2 separate regions of the Zea mays genome follow, and region 2 is linked to region 1. Evidence: chromatin contacts called from public Hi-C data. All regions are on one chromosome and are shown on one strand. Each heading gives the region's core, a stretch centred on a gene start, on an enhancer-like site or on the middle of the called end of the contact. The rest is flanking DNA. Distances are from core to core; before and after follow the strand shown.

The links. Hi-C and Micro-C count contacts between places; a contact is called where the count stands out from the background.
Region 2: a Hi-C map of ear shows a contact between it and region 1, with 2.4 times the contacts expected there. The contact joins the promoter of LOC100275272 here to the promoter of LOC541779 in region 1. A contact is called at or near these places in 4 of 25 Hi-C or Micro-C datasets (bundle sheath, ear, leaf and 1 more).

The regions. Positions count from the first base shown.
Region 1 is chr5:197,667,169-197,670,645 of Zm-B73-REFERENCE-NAM-5.0, forward strand. It overlaps LOC541779 (plasma membrane intrinsic protein 1), which reads left to right and starts at 1,870. Exons shown (of 4, transcript NM_001111464.1): 1 at 1,870-2,266; 2 at 3,468-3,477. The coding sequence starts at 1,930.
Region 2 is chr5:197,901,754-197,905,444 of Zm-B73-REFERENCE-NAM-5.0, forward strand. LOC100275272 reads right to left here and starts at 2,020. Exons shown (of 1, transcript NM_001152147.1): 1 at 1,227-2,020. The coding sequence starts at 1,932. The coding sequence ends at 1,552.

The DNA.
Region 1 (3,477 bases), core at 620-3,119:
GGTTTGGTGCATCAAGACTTATTTTTTATTTTCAGGAGCGAAAGGAGAAACATCGATCATGCAGCGTATTGTCTTAATGCTATGGCGGACACATTGTATATAGAACCTATGACCATATAAAACACTATTTTATATTATATGCTATACTGTTCACATATCTATAAAGATGCGCACGGGGAATTCACGGCTCCACTGAAGATAATGATATTTCTGAAACACTGGCCTGAATTCTTTTTAAAAGTACCAGCGGATATATATACCCAGGAATTCAGGATATGGCCTGAATTGCACTGCAGTTTTCGCACCGGCGATGCTTCTAGACAACCATACCGTTGCCGAGTGACAAAGCAAAGAGGTTAGGTTCATGTTCCATCGATCATCCAACGCAAGGAATGAAATCATGCGCTATCAGCACATGCTAAAAGCAATAATGACAGGATCACAACAACAACAAGGAGCAGTAAATTCTTTGCCGGAGATCGATGAGGCTACATGCACTTATCTTGTGGGTACATAGAATTTTGCTATGGATGGTGCATATATGGTGGGATTTTAGTCATGATAACAAAAGGCAAGCAGCTTAAAACTATCTTCAACAGATTATTTATCTTTATATTCCATTTCAAAATAGTGTAAAATATTTTTGTACGGTTATATGCACAATCTACTGGTCATATATTGACAACAATGGGCGCAAAAAGAAGAGGCAATTATGATTATACCCTTATGTGGCCTTACAATTATGATTTTATCTCTCGCTTTTCAACTTTACGATTTTACCTTGTTTTGAAAATGAAGCCTCCATTTGCCCTCCCCTTAATATCGTTGATGAAAATCAGAATTAGTGATTAGAAAATAAAAAATGATGGATAAAATCACAATTCCAAAGTGAAAGAAGAGTATAATCATAATTAACCCAAAAAATCTAACATTATTTTTAGGGTGATTATACACTTCTCCTACCTTACAATTGTGATTTTATCCCTCGTTTTTTAATCGCTAAAGTTGATTTTCATAAACCATGTTACAAGGGAGGGGCAGACGATAGCTTCCCTTTTAAAACAGAGGTAAAATTCCAAAGTTGAAAAACGATTAAATCATAATTGTAATGTCGAGAAGAGTATAGTCACAATTACCCTGAGGACCCGTTTGCATCCTTGGAATCCAATTCTATTCTAATAATAGTAACTTAGGCACATATCAACTAAGCTAATATAGTTTTATGTAAAATATATTTATATATTATTATTGATAAGATGTTAAAAATATTTATGTGTTACATTTTTACTATAAAGTAGTGACCCGAAAAACGTCCTATATATTGCAAAGTAGAAATACATTCTACCGATTCATAAAAGCATTTTTTATTCTTCACCCCATGAACTTGAAAAAGTCTTATATTTAAACTTTGGAAATTAGTGAAATATTAAATTTCAAGCTAAATAAATTATTTTATTAAGTAAATTATAATTTCTCTAAAATAAATGGATCTAAACGCCCCGTGAAAGAATATTGCAATTGCAACCACGCATATATTTTTTTCCTTCATTCTCTTTGACAAAACATCCATTTCGTATTTCCTCGTTTCAATGCTTCTCGCTACAAACAAAAAAAAAACAATTTGGATAAGTCTGGACATAACGCAGGAGAAAACGGAATCTCGCCTGTGGGCCCCGTCCCCAACTCCCGTGTCGACAACTCGCCACCACCTTCTCTTCCGTTCCAGAAGGGACAGCGTCCGTGTCTTCCTTGCTCACTCTCCTCACCACTACCCTGACCTGACCTGCTCCCAAGCTCCCTCTGCCTGCCTTTATAAATCACCGGGGCAGAGCGCCTCAGTGACACACGCCGCTGCTCCAAGAAACCACCGCCGAGCCCAACCGCACAAGCGCGCGAGGCAGGAGAGAGAGAGAGGCGGGGAGCAAAACAATGGAGGGGAAAGAGGAGGACGTGCGCCTGGGCGCCAACAAGTTCTCGGAGCGCCAGCCCATCGGGACGGCGGCGCAGGGCGCCGCTGACGACAAGGACTACAAGGAGCCCCCGCCGGCGCCGCTGTTCGAGCCCGGGGAGCTCAAGTCCTGGTCCTTCTACCGCGCGGGCATCGCCGAGTTCGTCGCCACCTTCCTCTTCCTCTACATCACCATCCTCACCGTCATGGGCGTCTCCAAGTCCACCTCCAAGTGCGCCACCGTCGGCATCCAGGGCATCGCCTGGTCCTTCGGAGGAATGATCTTCGCGCTCGTCTACTGCACCGCCGGCATCTCCGGTCAGCTCTCTCCCTTCTTGCTGCCGTGGCTTCTTCTATTTCCAGATTCCATGGGACGAACTTTTTAAATTTACTGCAATTATTCGTTACACTTTTGGTCCGTCAACTTGCTTAGCTCAGTAACAACCCTTCATGGTACCGACTAGTTACTGTGCAATTTTTCCGAGATATTCAAGCAAAAGAGCTGGGGTAAATAAAAAAAGCAACATGTATAGGCAGGGTATCCACTTTGCTATACGCTCTGACGTATTGAATTTGCTCCACTTCCTACTTTGGATACACTGATTACAGTCAGTAACACTACTAAAGAAGACGACAAAAAAAAGAGATAATTTTATATTTAGCCGATATCAGTAACTGAGAATCTTAAATTCCTTTTTTTTTTCTTTTGAAACAGTAGAGCTTTCTCACAGTTATACATGCCGTGAGCATGGGGATTAGCAAGCCCCTGTTAATTCATTATTTTGTTAAAAAGAAAACAGATCTTAAGCCACTTCCGGCCCTTCTGTCTGTTACCAGTTTGTACCTTATTTGCACCTAGGGAGATTTGACCCGCAATAAAAAAAAACCATGTAACATACTGTACTACTATAGCATGTGCTGCGTGTAATTATGCAAAGGCATCATCAACTGCCAGATGTAGGGGGTGTTTGGTTTGAGGAATCATTCCATCCAAAATATGGTGGTGCATCATGGATCCATTCCTCAAATTTGGTGGGATGACCCCATTCCTCATATTAGTACTAACTAACTAACTATAAGGAATGAGGTGATGATAGATCAACTCATTCTATTCCACAAACCAAACAAAAAAAGTGAGGAGTGAGAATATGATGGACTAGCTCATTCCTCAAACCAAACATGCTAGTAGTTCATGTCAGCACTTCGGGCCACAGTTGTGTGTAAAAAATTAAAGATTAAAGTACAAAAGGCACCATTTTAACTTGTGAGGTGTGTACATAGAAAACTATATCAGTTAACCTACAGTGGTCATTCCATCTCAAAAACAGTAGTGGTCCGACATATGGTTAATTTGCATAGTACTTTCCTGGTCATGGTTTGTGTAATTGACTCCAGATACATGCTTAATTTCAAAGCATCGAACTGTGAAAGAATCCATGCAATTCAGCAAGCATAGACCAAGAACACAACTACAACAACCAAAGACACCACTAATGGTTGTTACCTGCTACTGCAACAGGAGGACACAT
Region 2 (3,691 bases), core at 770-3,269, 230 kb after region 1:
TCGTCGGGTTGCCCTTGCGCTTCGGCTGTCAGCCTGTCACCGCGAGGCTTTGGTCTAGAGCAGTCGAGCTCCAGCGGTGGCCCGGGCAGTTCGCCTAAGCAATTAGGGACAGCCGCGCCACGCCGTGGCCCATGCGCGCGTTGGTGGGCGGCCGGCGCCGCCGTGGAGCCTGCCTGGCTGCCTCTCCATTCTCGCTGGTTTATCGGCTCTTTTTTTGCGTCATTTGTCTGCGCGGGCCCCAGGTCGACCGCGGCTGCGTGCTTCGGCGCCCGGCGGTGGTCTGATCGTGATAGTTGCGTCTGCCTGGCTCGTGGAATAGCGGCAGTCAGAAGAGTGATTTGATTGCTTTTTTTCTAGTACGATTTGGTACGTATGAGTATATATGTGTGTGGACTAGTCTTTAGGACTACGATTCTGCTACCATGTCTACTCGGAGTTTGTTGAGACGATTATTCTACGGGTTTGTGAATCGCGAGTTGTCTTCAGTCTTGCTACTTCAGGTATGTACTCGCGGAGGCCAGTAATACCGTTGCTATACGTACGTCACAGTAGCCATTTTCAGCGTAGCATGTGGCAGCATAGAGATAATTAGCACCGGTCGAGGGCCGAGCAAGGTGGAGTGGTGGCGGCGCTGCCCGCCAGGGACTCGACGGGGAAGCGAATACGATGCGTTTGGTTCTCATGGGCCATGGGCCACGGCTATGGTTATCCGCATCCAAACGGCATTCGTCCAACTAAACCCAAAGCATCTTGAATCCATTTGAGATTTTGGATTATCCAAATCCATTTCCAGGTCGAACTGGTACCTAAAGCAAATACTAACATAAACTTTTTCCTACATCAAGCTGGCCGCTGAACGCACACCCAGTACGTAGGACCAGGCTTGCTTCAAAAAAAGTTCGCACAGCTTGAGAGCCTCTGACGCTCAGCTGCTGGTCCCTCGTTTACGTGCATAGATCTTATCTTGCTAATTGCTCCCAGTCGTAGGCCATGTCGGTGTACTAATTGCTCCCTTCTGGTCATGCATAAACCACAACTGTAACCCTCTCGTGTACATGCATAGATCTTATCTTGCTACTCGAGAGGAATCTTGTGGCCTGGCAACCATTTGGCCATTTCTCATCCCCCTGCAGACTGCAGTGCAGAGCAGCCAGCAGGGCTAGCATCAGCTAGATCACTATTATTCATCACGGCCACAGCCCACAGCCACGCACAACAACTGCACGGCAAAGAAAGTCCCTTTTCCCCCCAGTTCATCATTGCCTTTTTATTGGCCAGATCAAGATATGTACACCATCTCGGAAATAAACAGAGAAGTTTTTTTTTTTTTGGATCGATGGATCCAAATGGCAAATGCCAGATTAAAATATGTGACATTTCAAATTTGGTACGCAACCATTGGGCGCTCATTTTGGCCCAACCAATCGGCAGGTTGCGACCCGGGAAGAAAAGAGAGGCCGGAAATCTGGCGGCAGCCCTAGCTATACAAGCAGACGGTGGATGGAGTACAGAGCACTAGACATACTGTACGTACGCATGCAGGCGGCCTAGCTAAAAGCATTCCTCCGGGATGCTCTGCAGCGCCGGCGACCACCGGCCTCGGCGCCTCCCGGCCGCAGCCTGCTTCTTGGCGTGCTGGCGCCTCAGCAAGCTCACGAGCTGCTCCAGCGCCGGCGGCAGCGCGGCGAAGGCGGCGCTGCCGCCCCCGGCGACGGCCGCCGCCACCTGCTTGAGCTGCTGCTTGCTGAGCACGATCTTGACGCGCATCGCGCCCTCGGCGGCGGCCGCGGAGTCGGCGATGCTCGCCCCCGTGGACTGCTCGATGGCCGTGGCCGTCTTGGTGTCCAGCTGCAGCCGCGGGCACCTCACCAGCTTCCGCCCGTCCCTCCAGCTGCACGTCGTCGCCGGCGCGGCAGCGGCCTCCAGCTCCATGGATGTCCCGATCTGATGATCTGTTGTCTCTCGCTCTTGCTTGCTCACCTAAGCTCTGTCTCCTCCTGCAGGTCTCTAACTCTAACGCCAGTAGCTAGAGAACAACGGACGAGTATATATATAACACTTGTGCGTGTCCAAAGCTAGGGTTTGTTTTTTATATATGGAGGGGTGGTTATGGTTTACGAGTGAGACAGCTCAGAGGTGACTGTCCATGTAAAGATCGGAAAGGGACGCAACAGGTGGAATCTTTTCCATTTCCACGGGATTAGTTAGTTCACGATCGGTTGTTTAAATACTGCGGATATACAGATACGGATGGTACTTGCAGCGTGTCAAACCCTACGATGCATGGGCAGTCGGAGGGCCCCACACGCGTCACATGCCACTGGAGAATTTATCAAGACTAGCACCAGTGCGTCCCTGCAGGTCTGATCTGGATCTCTCGTCACCTTTACAGGTGGACTCATGTGCCTAGCTTCTCGCGATCAAAAACGCTAGCACTATGGTCTATGATGCATCCCACAGAAGCACAGCTTTTATGTTACCAGAGTTATTACGTCTTTCTTTTTTTTTCTTTCCCATAATTATAGAATTTCTTCCTTAATATCTTAAACATGGAAGCAAAGTCCAGCGGTAAAGAAGTCCTTAAATACTACATATCGGCTTCGGAACCAATTGGCTCCCTGGCAAACGAACTTGACCATGTACTAATACTAGTGATCTTTTCTGAAGAAACGAGGCAAGAACAGCCTCATCCAACAGAGGTACTGCGAACTTAAGAAACCTTGCTTTACTGCTAACTAATTCTGATTCAAATATAGGTCTTCCTCGGAACTAGAAGAGGTTGCAAAAGAAATTTCTTCTTCACACGTCATGAACAAAACTAAGAAAACAAACCAGCCGATCGAGAAGAAAGATTTCCTATTGCCCAGGACAAGACCAACAAGATCGCTCGAGCACAAGGAAAACCAGTAAATAAAAAACTTGTGAGCACAATATTTGTAGACAACTTTGGTCAAAACAACTATTCAAATCTCTCTTTGAACCCATGATGGTCAAACTAAAACACCACAAATATGAAATTTGTTATTATTCTCTTCAATAGCCAACTCTAAATATCAGTGATGGCATTATAACCATTGCAAAAGATCACGACTGCACAGGATTAAGACCTTCGCGGTAGGCCTTCACCCACGAGGGCTACTGTTGAGGTTTTCACTATAGTTAAAGGTGCACTTCCATTCTTTCGAGCTAACTAATGATTGTTTGTTTGGCTTGTAGATTTAACATCACATTAGATAAAGCAACAAAGTTATAACAAAAGAACAAATCAATTCACTCAGGTGTGAAGACTCCACCCTTCACCTGAAGACCTTGTCGGCAAAGGAAAAATACGTAAATCTTCATCTACGAAGCCCCAAGATATGGGAATCCCTTCATCCGCGAAGACTTCGCACCACGTTAATGATCTACAAAGCCTCAATATAAAGAATTGTATCCTCAGGCAATGAAGCAAAGATGACAAAGAATCTTCTCTAGAAGTACAAACATGCCCGTGAAGACTAAACACAACTAAGGACTCGATGACTAATAAAGATGGATATTGACCGAATTGTCCTTGAGCGGGCAAGCAATTATAGCCTTATAGATCAAGGGTATTTAAGTATTTGTATAAATACCCCTCACATTGTACACTTCATGGACATGAAAACTATTATGCAATACAACTTACTTACCTATTTCATGGTTGGGTTTA